Regions from separate parts of the Mus musculus genome. Here region 2 is linked to region 1. The links are chromatin contacts, called in public HiChIP or PLAC-seq maps. All regions are on one chromosome and are shown on one strand. Each heading gives the region's core, a stretch centred on a gene start, on an enhancer-like site or on the middle of the called end of the contact. The rest is flanking DNA. Distances are from core to core; before and after follow the strand shown. Region 1 has its middle 68 kb from the start of Gm25800. Region 2 overlaps Efna5 (ephrin A5).

What was found. HiChIP or PLAC-seq counts read pairs in DNA pulled down with a chosen protein or histone mark.
Region 2: a contact with region 1 is called in a CTCF HiChIP or PLAC-seq map of the NIH/3T3 cell line, with 8 read pairs. The contact joins two enhancer-like sites. A contact is called at or near these places in 1 of 15 datasets of contacts at CTCF or cohesin (the NIH/3T3 cell line) and 2 of 484 Hi-C or Micro-C datasets (adipose-derived mesenchymal stem cells and nephron progenitors).

Annotation. Positions count from the first base shown.
Region 1 is chr17:62,521,541-62,528,758 of GRCm38.p6, reverse strand. No RefSeq gene overlaps it. Among named protein-coding and RNA genes, the nearest start is that of Gm25800, 68 kb to the right of the region's middle. Within about 2 kb of position 3,703, at least 5 of the 459 cell types and tissues checked have an H3K27ac peak or open chromatin away from gene starts, as enhancers often do. A contact at or near this core is called in the NIH/3T3 cell line, where this site is marked.
Region 2 is chr17:62,675,122-62,682,534 of GRCm38.p6, reverse strand. All of the region lies in intron 1 of Efna5 (ephrin A5), which reads left to right. Among named protein-coding and RNA genes, the nearest start is that of Gm52303, 99 kb to the left of the region's middle. Within about 2 kb of position 5,939, at least 28 of the 459 cell types and tissues checked have an H3K27ac peak or open chromatin away from gene starts, as enhancers often do. A contact at or near this core is called in the NIH/3T3 cell line, where this site is marked.

The DNA of each region.
Region 1 (7,218 bases), core at 2,454-4,953:
AATAGCAGCAGAAGAGGTGCGAACTTGAATCTACTCTACACTTCTTAGGTGCTAACATTGCCTGAATATGAAAATTAAGTACTAGTGGCTTTTCTCACTTAAAAAAACAAAGTCGAACAAATTAGAGGATGTATAGATGGGGAATCTCAGAGACACCACAAGGCTATTAAAACTACTCAAAGAGAGAGCTGTAATTATGTGAAAAAAAATCTTAATTTATAATTTAGGAGATTTTTCATTTGCAATGTTGAAGTCTCAGTCACATTGATTTTTCTTTCTAGCCCAGATATCCTTTAAATTGGTTGTCAGAGCTGGGTATTAATGAGATCATAGTCAGGGGTCTGTTCCTTTCCTTGCTGGCAGAGTGAGGTAAGTCAACACAGAGAACCTCCTCTGTGATCCTGCCTCTGCCTCTGCTTGCCTCAGAGTCCCACACCTTTGCCCCATTTACAAGGCAGGGCACTCACTCAACAGCCACTTAATACACTGAACCTAATGTGTAGAGTATAAGAAACATCATTAAAGCAGATTAACCCGGTGGATTGCAACACACAAGGACATTTAAAATGTGAGAAAACATTATTTGTCTCAGAATTGAGAAAACAAAGTTTGTAATGTATCCACTTGTATGAAAAGAAAATCACCAAGAAGCCTAAAATCTGTACTTTTCAGAGACATCTTTACAAATCTGTACTGAGATACGATTGACAAATAAATATTGAAGATAGTTAAGTACATGGTGTGAAGCTTTGATACAGGTCCGTTGCAAAATGTCTCATGCTAACTAATTAATATACCTTATATGCATTTCTTTAATGCGATGAGAAAACTTAAGTTCTATTCCTGGAAAATTTCAAATGCAGTGTAACATTGCCAACCATTGTCATCAGGCTGTGCATAAGGTCTGTAGAGTTTACACAACCCACATACCTAAATCTTTATTCACGCCCCTCTTACATGGCAATCTCTGCTGTACTTTCTGTTTCTGTGACTGAAGCATTTCTAGATTCCACATATTAATGAGAACAGGCAGTATTTGTTTGGCCTGCTGTGCATAGCACAATGTTTCAGGTTCATTCATGATGCTGTAAATGATGGAATTTCCTTCCTCTGGAAGGTAGTTCTGCTTGTCACCATATGATCAATGAGTCATGAATTTCCTTCTTTTAAAAGGCCAACTATGACTACAGCATGTGTGTGTTTGTGTGTGTGGTGTGTACATGTGTTCATATGTGTGTTATGTCTCATATTTCCTTAGATATCTATCCACAGACATATTAATCTATTAGCCACAGTTCCAGATGCTACAATGTACAATGGATTGAAAATAACTCTGAGATATTGCTTCCATTTCTTTTAGTATGTATCAAGACATAAAGTCAAAAGGATTAGAAGGCAAAGGCCATCTTTGGCTACATAGAGAATTTGAGACCAGCCTGAAATACATGAGATCTTGCCTCAAAAAAGAAAGTTGTATGACTGCAGGATGATATGGTAGTTTCGCTTTTTGTTTTTGAGACATTTTACCTACCGTTTTACACAATAGCTGTACAAATACATTCTCATCAACATTGTACAAGGTTCCTTTTAGCCTTGTCCTTACTAGTGATTGTTGTCTTTTGTCTTCTGGATAATATCCATTCAATCAAGTGTAAAGTGAGTTCCCATTGTAGTTTTGATGTGTGTTTGCTTAATAGCTGGAGCTATGGAGTACTGTTTCATCTTTAATACACACTGTGTTCGATATAAATCCCATTCTATGTACTTTGTAGTGTTTGCATGAAGCAATAAAACTACAGACATGTCTGTATATTTATATTATGCATATGTATTATATTTGCTATACCATAAACATATTCATTTGACATTTTATATCTATATTACTTTATCTGTAACTTTTGCTGTATTCATTTAATAGATCTCTACTGAGCACTAAGCACAGTATAGGTACAGTAAAATATTAATATGTCAACAGTAAGAAGCCAGACAAGGTCCTGTTTTTATGTACCACGAAGAGAAAGTAGTCAATGAATTAGGATAAATTACAGTAAGCAGTGTACAGGAACTAAATAGGATAATCAATGAATATATTCCTGGGAAGAAGAGTACCACAGTCTATTTTGATGCTGATCAGGGAAACCTCTTGGAGATGAGAGTTGAGCTAAGACCTTATTGATTGCATTAGCAGGTGACAGGAAGCAGTGGGCCAGAACCTTTTAGACTGAAGGAACAGAGCAGGTGTTTCGGGATAGAAAGGAAACTGGCACATTTGATCAAAAACTACAATGGCAACTGAAGACAAAGTGTCTGATGTTGGAGAGTGAAAACGATGTGATATGATGTGACATGAGCCCGGGAGGAGGAAGGACAGAGAAAGGAGCCTGTGAGCTATGATGAGGAGCCTTTATTTCATTGCATGATCAATAGGAAGCATTAGGAACTAAGTGGAATTCTAATGGGTTTTGCTTTACATTAAAACATTTCTTGATCTCTGACTGTTATGTGTCCTAAAAGGGGCTGGAATGGAGGTGGGAAAGGCCATCTAAGAGGTCATGGTGGGACATAACAGATGGAGCTCAGCAAGGATATGGACGGTGATGATGGATAGCAATGGCTGTTTGGAGACATTTGGAGACAGGTGACAGACCCTGGTGATGGATTATTTTGGGAGTGGAGAAACAATGAATCAAATACAAGTTCGACTTGATTGATAAAGTAAATGGCAACATTAATGTCTAATACAGGATAAAAATCGCCATTGGCAGAGGGGACAGAAAGTCAAGATTCGCATTTTGAGGGTGACATCTTTGAGAAAAGCCTATGACACACTTCAACAGAGACTGCAGTAGCCATAAAAACAAGATCAAGGACCCTGGTGATGTAAAACTGCTGGCGTACGTCACTTTTGAAAACGTGAGAAACTGAAGACATTCAGGTTAGAGTGACCTAGAATCACCTCTCAGGTTAACACTAGCAAAACACATCTGGCCTCTGAATTCTTATCTTTAACCAGAGACACCATCCACTACAGTTCAGTCCGAAGCATCATTCGATAGCAATAGAGAAGCATACAGTGAAACACATTTTAAAGATGTATTTTTTAAAAATGTATAACATAGAAGTATAAAATCATAGAGCAAAAGTTTCCTCTTTGCAATTGGAGCTGCTGTGTGCGGATCAAATCCAACATATACATACAGAGTGGCAAACAAAAATGAAAATTAATCCTAGCCTGGAAAATGTTCAGAAGTGTACGGCATGCAGAAAATAAGCTTTTTCTGAAATACTTTAGGTTGTGAGCTAGACAGAATATATCTTGTTATTTGGAGTTCTTATATGTGCATTGTGTTTTGTTGGCACTTAACTAGCTTCAGACTTACCTAAAAATGATAACCACAAGGCTCAGTGACTTGGTCTTGTTTATAATACCAAGTGTATGAAGTATTCCAGCTTATGCAATTGGGACATTTATTTATTCCATGCTATAAATGTACAGAAAGCTTTATAATAGATTAAATCATGCCAAAACTGTAAAAGAAGCCAAATATAATTTAGATTCCATGGGAAGCAAACCTTGGAACTTGATTTGTGCACAGCCTGTTTATTGGGAGTGAGGTTAGGAATGACACTTTTAATGGGTGGGGGCGGGGGGTGGTGACTCAGGCTGTATGCTGGGAGAAAATGAACAAAAGTATGGTTGCAACAGAGTCTTCGGCCAGTCTCTGTGGTGCCCTCCAATGGGAATGGCTCTTCTGAGGTGTCTTGAAAGGCAGCAAGGAGCTCATGTGTGATTTATTTATTTATTTTTCCTCCGGTGACTGGTGATTTAATTTGGGTGTAACTTTGGACAAACCTGGTTCTTGCAACTGAGGGCAGTCCTTGGGGAAGGACTTTGCTGTGGGCCTGCCAGCAGACAACACATTCAATAGTTTTGAAAGAAGGTGCTGCTCAAATCCACTTCTCTTATATATTAAATTTAAACCTTTGGGAATGAGTCCCCTAGAATTCCAATTGCTAAAGTGATGTCTGAAGGGTGAGTTACAGGTCTGCTCATAGTCTTTGGTCTCAGAGAATCAACTGGCATTCATTACCTCCCCTGTTTCCATCCATCCTGAACCCTCTGCCCCGGAGGCCTACCTCACTTGGTACATATCCGATGGGAGGTTCTACCTTCAAACCTTTTATCCTAAGGGTCTCCATGCTCATCTCAGGTTATACCCACTGGCCTTGTCTTTTGCTTTGTCTTTTAGAGAAATTGGGTTCCTAAGAAAATGACTCATTTCTTCATTAGATAGGTCCTTGGCTCAGAAAACCCATAGGAACTGAGCAGTAACTTACAGAGAAGAGAGAAACCCGCTGTCTGTTTTCACCCTCCATTCGAATTCCAGGCAAGAAGAGTTTCCATCCACAACAGAAACCAACACTGAGCATCTGGTATGGCACTATCTCCTGAAGAGGAAAACCATTCTCTGGTGCAGGACTATAATATTGAACCTCTTCTATCAATTCTATTGTGCTGCCCCTGTGGAAGAGGTGGATAGAATCTGGCTTGTCAGCAAGCAGTGTTTTATCTCTACTGGGGATCGGGCAATGGGGAGGCTGTAGTTTAATATTTGTTGTTGCCACCGTGTTGAGTTAGAAATTAACTAGCTGAGCATTAGTAAATGGGGAGCCAGGAATCGGGCTATCATATTTTCCATCTCTTCTAACATGGCTGTGCTCATGCCAGTATTTCTCCAGCACTGGCCATGGTTGATGGCGTAGGCTACATGACATCTTCTGTCCAAGACAACCTGTCTAGTGCTCTAATTAGTGTCTCTTTCAGAGTAGATCTCTCTGTGTATTGACAGATGATATGAAGAACTTCCAGACATCAAGCCTACTTTTGGATCTTCCCCTCCTCCTCTAATTGTCCTTTCCTTTCCTTTCCTTTCCTTTCCTTTCCTTTCCTTTCCTTTCCTTTCCTTTCCTTTCCTTTCCTTTCCTTTCCTTTCCTTTCCGATCTTCCTTCTGAATCCTCTCACACTAGTCCTGAAGTATTAGGGTTCCCTATAGGAAGAAGAAGAAGAAGAAGGAGGAGGGGGAGGGGGAGGGGGAGGGGGAGGGGGAGGGGGAGAGGGAGAGGGAGAGGGAGGGGGAGGAGAGTTATACATGGGATTTATTAGTCTGGCTTATAGGCTATGGTCGGGGACTCCAACAATGTTTATCTCCAGACAGAAAGGTTGAGAATGCAGGAGTTGTTAGGCTCATGAGGCTGGATGTCTCAGCCTTCCCAACCTGGCTCTGGAGTCTGGTAAGCTTCCTGGAGAACTGCTGGTCTGTAGTCTGTGTTAGAATCTGGCTTCAGCAACAGGGGAGAGAAACTTGCCAGTGACAATGAGGGCAGACACACAAGAGCAAAGACTTCTGTTTTCCATGTCCCATTATGAAGACAAGGAGATGTAACACAGGCTTAGTGTGTGTTTTCTCATATTAAATAATCTCATTATGAAAACTCTTCAATGGCTTGTGCAGAATAGGGTTTTAGTTGACTCTAAATGTAGCCAAGTTGACATCAAAGATTAGCCATCACATCTGCTATCATGCCTTTGGGTTTAGTTTTATCAACTTATGTTTTAGTTCATAGTCCTTGATTTCTGATTTTTTGCTCCGGCCAATTGTCTCTTCTGGAACTTTTCTGTGAAGGCACAGTAGGGCCTACCCCTGTCTTGACCCGGAATCTGTGAATATGATGTATAAATAGGAAAGAGACTACTGGTTTCCATCTATACTCTACTGTTTTCTGAATGTGGAGACCTGAAGTTTCTGGGATTGTCCACAGAATCAATGTAACCACAGTGGTCCTTATAGGACCAAGGACGTGAGTTAGTGAAGGGGGTACTATGATAGGTACAGGGGCAGAAGTAATGTCATTGCCAGCAGGTATCCGGAAGTGATGTCATTACCAGCAGGGAACCACAAGTATTTGACTTTCTTTTATAGTTTCTGTAAAGAATGCAGCTTTGCCCCACACCTTTATCATAGTAAAACCATTCCAGCCTTTTTGCTTTAGTTACTATAAAGACTTTGTGGTTGCTGTTGTTGGTTTTGTTTCTGTGTGTTCAGTGTGCACTTGATGTGTTTTGTGCATATGTATGAATGTGAGGCCAGAGGTTACTGTTGGTCAGCCTAAATTGCTCTGCACCTTATTGTTTGAGACAGGGCTTCTCACTGAACCTGGAGTTCAACAGTTCAGCTAGGTGGCCGGCCAATGAGCTGTAAAGCTCTGCCTATCTCTACCTGCCCAATGATGCAAATTACATAGTCTGGCCACGTATTTTCTGGGTGCCAGGGAATCTGAACTCAGATTCTTGTGTTTTCTTCGTGGCAGGTCTTTTATGGATGGAGTCATCTCCCTAGCCACAGGTTTTGTTGTTTAAGTCTCTAAATTAGTGGTAGTTTTATACGGCTTATGTTAGGAGGCTAACACACTCCATCCCATAGCCAACTGCTGTGACTACTTTCAGACTCAGCTTAGGGACAGCTCAGCTTTGGGAGACAGTCTTTTGTTTCATTGTGGATACAGTACACAGTGCTCACCCTGGTGGCCTCTGCTTATTCGATTTCTGTATACCTCCCCCCCCCCACCTCCCCAGGTACAGCAGTGTTTTGAGTCCTCAGAGTACACGGAGAAAATGATGGCCCCTAAGACTGGTGAATGGAAGAATCGGGGAGCAAAGGAATACATAAGACATCCTACAGCCAGGCTCTGTTGGCACTGAATGGGACATATTTCCACCCTCGGGCCTGGGTGAAAGATTCTGGACCTGCCTTTGTAGAGTGGTCCCCCTGACCTGACTTTTTCAACCATACTCCTGCTGCCTGGGTATGCACAGCTCTGTTTTGTGTTTTGAGGACTCAACGCTTGTTTGGGGACTGTGCAAAGACAACGGGGAGCGGTTCACGCATGTCATCTCAAGTGTAGAAACGGACAGAAGGACAGAAAGTTCAGAGGAGTACCAAGATCACACCCAGTAGGGTCCCTCACTCTTCAGCTTCACAAAGAGCATTGCAACCGTTTTTTTTCCCCCCCTCACTATTGCCCATCTGGGATGCCAGAGGTGTATTCAACATTGCCTGAAGCTGTCTACAGTCCATTGCGGTCCCCATCCTGCCTCAGCTTTTCTCCTCTGTTCTCTCCCCTATTCTATTTTTATAGCCTGAGATTGATCACCGACT
Region 2 (7,413 bases), core at 4,690-7,189, 150 kb before region 1:
ACTACAGCCGATCTTCCATCCTAAAACTACACAAACAAGAAAGTGCTGGCCTGTTTCTCTTCTCCATTTTGATTAGCTTTCTTTTCATTCTTTTGTTTGTTTGGTTGATTTTTGAGACAATGTCTCTCTGTGTAGCTCAAGCTGGCCTAGAACTCACAGAGATCTGCCTGCCTCTGCCTCCTGAGAGGTGGGATTAAAGACGTGCCCAGCTTCTTTTTTTTTCTTTCTGATCTCTCTTCTGCAGAATTTTTTTCCACATAGACTCACTCTTCCATACCTCTTATGTTAATGCTGCCAATTCTTTCTTCTCTGCTGGGAAGGCAATAGTTTTGGCACACCATTTTCAGACCATAGTTTTTGGTGTGTGTCTCTGTGTGTGTGTGTATGTGTGTGTGTGTGTGTGTGTGTCTGTGTGTCTGTGTCTGTGTGTATCTATGTGTATGTGTCTCTGTGTGTGTATATGTTTGTCTGTCTGCCTCCCTCCCCCCTCCCCCTGTGTGTGTGTGTGTGTGTCCTGGCATTTTAGTGGCTTCAGGGTCTAACCACATTCTCCACAAAATAAATGTTCTGAAGACTTGCAGGAAAGAATTGGTCAAGAGGTCACCCTGTGCAGGACACATTGGAATTCTGTCAATGTGTAGCCTGAAGCAGAAAGTGCCGGTTGGCTTTCAAGGCTCTGAAAATATGCACAAGTATTTGGTGAGAACTTCAGAACTCTGCTAAGCTGTCTTTGATTCCAAAGATATCCCCAGGGCCAGTGAATAAATTACAGATGCTTTTAAAAGTATTATTTAATGCTTATATTAAATAATTGATTCTTGACTGTGTAGGCTAATCAAGTTATTGCTACATTGGCTTAATTTTCTCTACTCACATTAAAAATACTACTTTGTTTTAAAGGGTGATAACAGGATCTTTTGTGGTTCTATATAAAGGGAACTCTTTTTGACCCACAGATGCGATGCTATACCAGTAAGCTATTTCTGGTTTATTTAGCTGACAAATGGTTATCCCCTGGTCTCTTGCCTAGATTACAACCTGTAGAGTCCTTTTCTCTGTATTTAATATCCGACATGTGAGACCTCTCTTCAGGGGTGTATTGACTGCATTCCAAGGATGCTATTTGGAGCTTGAACTCAGTGACTTCTTAAGTGGTACCTTGAAATCCTGAAAGAACTGAACAGGGTAGCATTCTCTGTGTTCTTGGGCAAATTTCATCTCTATAGGTGTCTACTTAGTCCTTGCTTTCTATGAAAATTGCTTACAATTGCGTGTTGTAATTATGGACATTTTAACAAAGACCTTTAATCTCTATCTCTCTCATATTATAACTATTGTTTTAAATAAAAATCGTTTGTTTTTAAACTTAAGGTCTCTGGGAACCTGAAATTAAAAAAAAAAAAAAAAGATCTAGTAGCCACCATTGAGTGTAATTTCCACCTCCTTTTATTTAAATGTGCAGATGGCCAGACTTTGGGATTTCTCCTGCTTGGAGAACACAGAGGATTGGGGTCAAGTTCAGAAATGCTGGACTCCTGTGCCTGAGGCTGTTACTGTTCCCTTGGTTTGAACAGCTGCACCTGCCATATTTGCATGACAGATATGAAATGAATGTGAAGGGCCCTTTTGTTTTTCATACTACGTATCCTAGTATATTGTTCAAAAGAAGGAAGAGGTTAACAGGCTCATTTCCTCTCATTTCAACAAGTATATTCCTCACACTGTCATAGACACCCATAGGAGCCACAGCTTTCCTTGGGGGGGGGGGGATTGAAATTGATTAGCATCTCTGATGAGCCTTTAAGTTTCATGATCATGTTGGTATCATTTATTCTCCCTGTCCCCTTTTTATATCAGATATTGGAAGTAGGTCAGCTGTGTTCCAGTTTCATCTGGCACGTTTTGGATTACAAAGGGGATCAGTTTGTTCAAATTTGTTGCTTTATAAAAATAAAATAAAATAAAATAAAATAAAATAAAAGTAAAAGAGCTGATGTTTTCTCTAAGAGTGAGGCCCCACTCACCCAAGTTTTCAATAAATCAGTTACACTGATATGCTTGCTGTGTGACAGACTGCAACCAAACCTCATTATTCATACATGTCTGTGTGATGTTACTGAATCAATTTGTGCTGTCTCCATTTTGCACTCATGGATAGTTCACGGTCCCTTATGAGCAGAAATAGTCAGCAGGCAATAATAGAAGACACGAAGCAGAAATGGATGGGACCCATAATCCTTTGCTTCATGGTGCAAGATCCAATTCTTAAATTCATTTTTAGTGGTTTAAATAATCCCAGTCTCATCAACATGAGGACAGTGCCCACCAAACCCACAAAGCAGGTACTTTTCAGATCTGTTGATATTATTTAGCTTTTAACTTTCTGCAGATTGTTAATTAATCTGTACTTCTTGATTTTTTTAGGGCAGATCATTCCCTAATGTAATTACTAGTTGGTGCTAGTCCTCCTGTAATAGAGTAGACTGTGCTCGTTCTAGATACCTGTAGAAGCCAGGAAAGTTCAAACTGCACCCAAGTGCCTGAACATGGCAAGCTTTTAGAAACCTCAGACGATTGTGACCAATAAGTAGGCAAGCTCTGGAGAGGCTCCGATTTCCTGTGACACTTTCTCAGGGGGACAGCAGGCAGTGTGGGACCCACTGGGGGATTGGTATTAACAGACCCTCTGTAGTTGGGGCTGAGGTTTCTGCTCTTGGTGCCACTACTAGACAGCTCTGGACTGATCACTCTCCCTCCACTCTCTGTACCGATGATTTTCTGGAGGAAGGAAATACCAGCTCCCAGATCTTCAGCCTTCTCATTCATAGTGACCATGGAGGTAACGTTCTTAACTCTGTCCTGGGATTCAGGAATACAGTCTTCTCTAAGAGCTGCCATATTTGAATCTGGGAATCTTTTGGGAGTCCAACCTGTTAAGTGCCAGTTTTTCAGCTTTGTGACATCGGTGTATGATAAATGATCTTTAAGACCCTCTACTTTAACCTCAATTACTCCCCTCCCTTCCTTCCTCCCTCCCTCCCTCCCTCCTTCCTCTCTCTCTCTCTCTCTCTCTCTCTCTCTCTCCTTTTTTTCTTTCTGTATCCCAAGCAAAAAAAAGTTCTGTTATCTTAAAATAAAACTTTCTTAATTTCAAAGTAATATGAAAGGAGAAATATTTCTTAGGTCAAACAACAAAGAATTGTCAGGCATGCATTTGTGAAACAGCATATTTCACTGTCAACATAAAAAAAAAATTCAAGAATTATACTTAGAGATCCTTTGTAGAGAATCAAATGGAAAAGAGAAAGATCTTGAATGCATTCATTAAAATATCAGCAAAACTTGGAAGTTTACAAAGAAAGACTAAATTATCCTGGCTTTCCCTTGATACTATGATGGGTGATTAAAATTTCTATTGCATAAAAGGTAAGGCAGTAGAAAGCTGCCTCCTAAAACGCTCGTTCTTCCATAGAGCGACTCGATCACTTCAAAAAGTGTTTTAAGTTAATCTGTGAAGTAGAGGGGATTCTAGGCTTAGTGTCTCCTTAAATCTTTGCAAATAATTCATGATACGGATCCATATTAAGGTTTTCTAGCACTCATTTCTACATAACACAATCACCATCATACAAAGTGTTCCATTAGAGCTGAGACTTCCAATACATCTCAGAACACTTCAGTAATCCACTCTGTAGGCACTTGGACTCTCATCTCTGCCTTTACTTCTGTCTTGCTATCCACCCACCTAGAATGCCTCCACTAACTTCTGTCTAAAATTGAAGAAAGATAACTCCCGTGCAAATTCTGACTCCAGCAAATCTTTCCTTATCTCCAAGGCTATATAATCAGGGCACAACTTTCATACCTCAAAATGTGATTAGAATTCCATGGTTCTTCCTGCCCCTATGATGGGGCCGATATGTGGACACAAGAATTATACCCTGTTTGTCATGACTTCCTGACTATCCTGCATGATGCCTGACCCACAGTTAAAACTCAGCAAAGGCTTTTGAATAATCAGTCAAGTTATTCACTAAAAATAGCACTGAAATGCTAACTATAAAAAACGTAAGGTATGAGGGAGACAAACATAATAAAAATAACTTACCCTCATTGATCATTAAGTTTAGGTCTTAGCCTCCTGGCAGCTAATTATAATGATAAATACAATATATCCAAAGCAATGTCATTTATTTATATAGAACATCATGTGACTAGAACAGTGGTTCTCACCCTTCCTAATGCTGTGACCTAATGTACAGTTTCTCAAGCAGTATAATACAAATATCTAATATGCAGGATATTTGATGTGGGAACCCTGTGTGGGTCCCAACCCATAAGCTGAGAAACACTGGACTAATAGAAAGAAAGAAAAAAGTTAATGAGAACAAATTTCAGAATTTTTCTTCTCAATTACTTCACCTGCAAAAAAATGGGAATAACAGTTCCCATTCCATACTAAAGGATACAAAGGGAACACATTGTAATAAGTCACTATAATATATCTTATATCATATGTATTCCTGGGGCTCACAGAGGCCAGAAGAAGGCATCAGGTCCTAAAACTGGAGATACAGACAGCTGTGAGCCATCATGTGGGTGCTGGGAATTGAACCTGGGTCCTCTGCAAGAACAGCCAGTGTCATAAACCACTGAGTGATCTCCCCAGTCCCATTTGTTTGTTTGTTTGTTTGTTTGTTTGTTTTTCCCTGAAGACTTGAACTCTCTCCTACCTCCTTTTGGGCAGGAGAGGTGTTCTATCAACTGGCAATGACAAATCGGTGATGGAGAAGAAAGCCGTGAACGTTGTGTTTCTTTCAGCAGCTTTTGACATGTCAGGTTCTTACGTATTAAGCCTGTTAAAGGGTTCAGCTGTTGAGTGGGGCACTGAGAACATTGGATCTTTTGCTGTCTGTGGGGCCTGCCTATAAACAGGAAAAAAAAATCACATAAAGTTTGACCTTCAGAAGGGTCTTTCAGCCTAGAAATCCACAGGGAGCATGGGACACACGGTGTACCAGAGCTGAGCAACTGCTCTGAGTCAGAGGGAACGTCGGGGTCATATAAATCCTTGCGATGTCTTCTGCATAGATTAGCAGTATTTATCCTTGTAGGAATTTCTCCAAAATTCTTGCATGGCCATCTTGGACAGAGAGAGGCACATCACACCAGAAAAATCACTTTGGACAGGAGATGAGTTTTCCCTTACTCCCAGATCCACTCCCCACCAAGCAACAACGAGACAAAGTCCTTCTGTTGGGATGAATGTGGTTTGTTCTACTACGGGACATAACACCCCAACGAGTAACATAGTTGCAGCAGCCCTTGAATTCCAACATCTTTTCTTAAAATAGGATGCTTTTCAGTTCTCCAGAGGCTTGCAAGATCTGCAAGGATGCTGCTCTTGTGCTGGTGGCTACAGGAGCCACCTTTGACACCTTTATCTAGACGGAAAGCAGTGTAACTGAGGTTTCACATGTTACAACAAGCCTGCTTGGATTGATGATGGAACACAAGCAGCTGGCTTCTTCGAGAACTAATGTGCACTGCCCGGACATTACTGAACAATCATTACTTAACATCAGTTTCTTTCTTCAGTGCTTAAGCAAGTTTCTGCATGCTCACAGACAGGGGTGCAGAAATGGCTCGGAGCACGCTGGGAAAAAATATGCACGATACCCTTATTCATTTAGGTTAAATTAACTTTAGCTTGATGAGCATGGTACCTACACAACCCTTCCTTAGCCCTCCCTGTTAAATCGTTTTCAATTAAGGCCTCCAAGTCAGAGGAGTTAATATCTTTGACATTGCATTATGTCAGTCAAAGCTAAAAGTATGTTAATCAGATAGCAGATAAACAGGAAGCATTTCCTAATAGAGTAAGACTCTTTCTTTGCGGGAAGCATTCCAGAGCTGGTGTAGCTACACCCAGACAGGGAATCTGAGCATTAAAGTTATCGGAACATATACACTCATGCTGACTGGACCAAAGTTAGTTTTTTCTTATCATCACATGCTTTGTGATAAAAAAGAGTCATTCACTCCGAGTAAAGAGAATTATCCATTACCAACTCCCAACAACGACCTTAACGTCCAAGAAACAAACATTGGCCTGCTTTATGACAAGACTCTGTTTTCCTAGAGTGACAGAAGAGACATTAAAGACAGAGTGAAGAATTTTCCATTCCAATCAAACAAATACTTAGAGAATTTATTTGAAAATAAACATAAAAACACCCTTTTCAAGACTCAGGCAGTCTTTCTCGGCTAATGATTTTCAAAGAAAACTCTGGGCACATTTGAATACCAAATATCCATACTTCTATCCCCAGTGTGGCTGGTGAGTCACTCTTGATCCCACAAAGAATTTTAAAAATGTGCCAGCTTAAAGAGGTCAGAGGTCAAAACATGGAGGTGTTTCATGTGCCGTCCCCCTACCCCTTCCCCCTCTTATTAATAGACTGTTGACACGGATCTTCTGTGAATTCCTGAACTAACTAACCATATTCCTGTCTGAGTGAGCATCAGAGAAGCAAACGCTCAGATTTCAGGATGTAAAGTTTTGTTTAATTTCAGTCAATCATTTGTTGATGTCAAGTCTACCAGATGAAATGCATCCCCTTGAATGAGCCTTGAGATCTTTGGGTCTGTGCATATAAATCATCTCGCCGGCCTTGACACCACATCCAACAAGTATCCTTGACACTGACAGGGACCAGATGTGTAAGGCCATGGAAAAGACATTAGGTTTTGACATTAACTGACGGACAGCTACATTTGGAGGCACCATCTGAGGCTGGAGATTCTGTGCAGCCTGGCAGGTAGATGGAAATCTGTGTTTAATGTTATCGAATGCTTTAAACACTTCTCTGTGGATAGAACGCATCTCTGTTCCTGGACCTGAGTCTGAACTCTTCAGCCCCAGTACTCCAGTCCCTTGCTCTGCTGGTCTGATTCTTAAGTCACGTTAGGAAGACAGTTTAAGAAGCAGATATTAAATTTATGAAACATTGATGAAATTATTCTCACTCCGACAGATTCTTTCTTATCCTAGCCCCAAAGCCCAACTGTCTGTAATGAACTAAACACAGCGAATATATAAACAAAGAAGGATGTAGTTAATATTATTTGGAGGAGTAAAATATTACCCTTTTTTTGTGTGTGTTTTGCATGTTGGAATCTTTTCTCCCAAATTTTCACCTTTGAGAGACAAAGAATTCTGGAACATATAAATCTTAGAGCTTAAACATTATCACATGGGAATAGTAAAATAAAAGATTCTTAGTTCAAGCTCCTGAGATATGAAAGTCATTTCAACCCAGAGGTAAAGACAGCATCCTAAGTCAGGCCTTGGACATTGAACTTCGCTGGTTTTAACGCAGCACTATGGATAACTGGATGTTTAATTTTTTA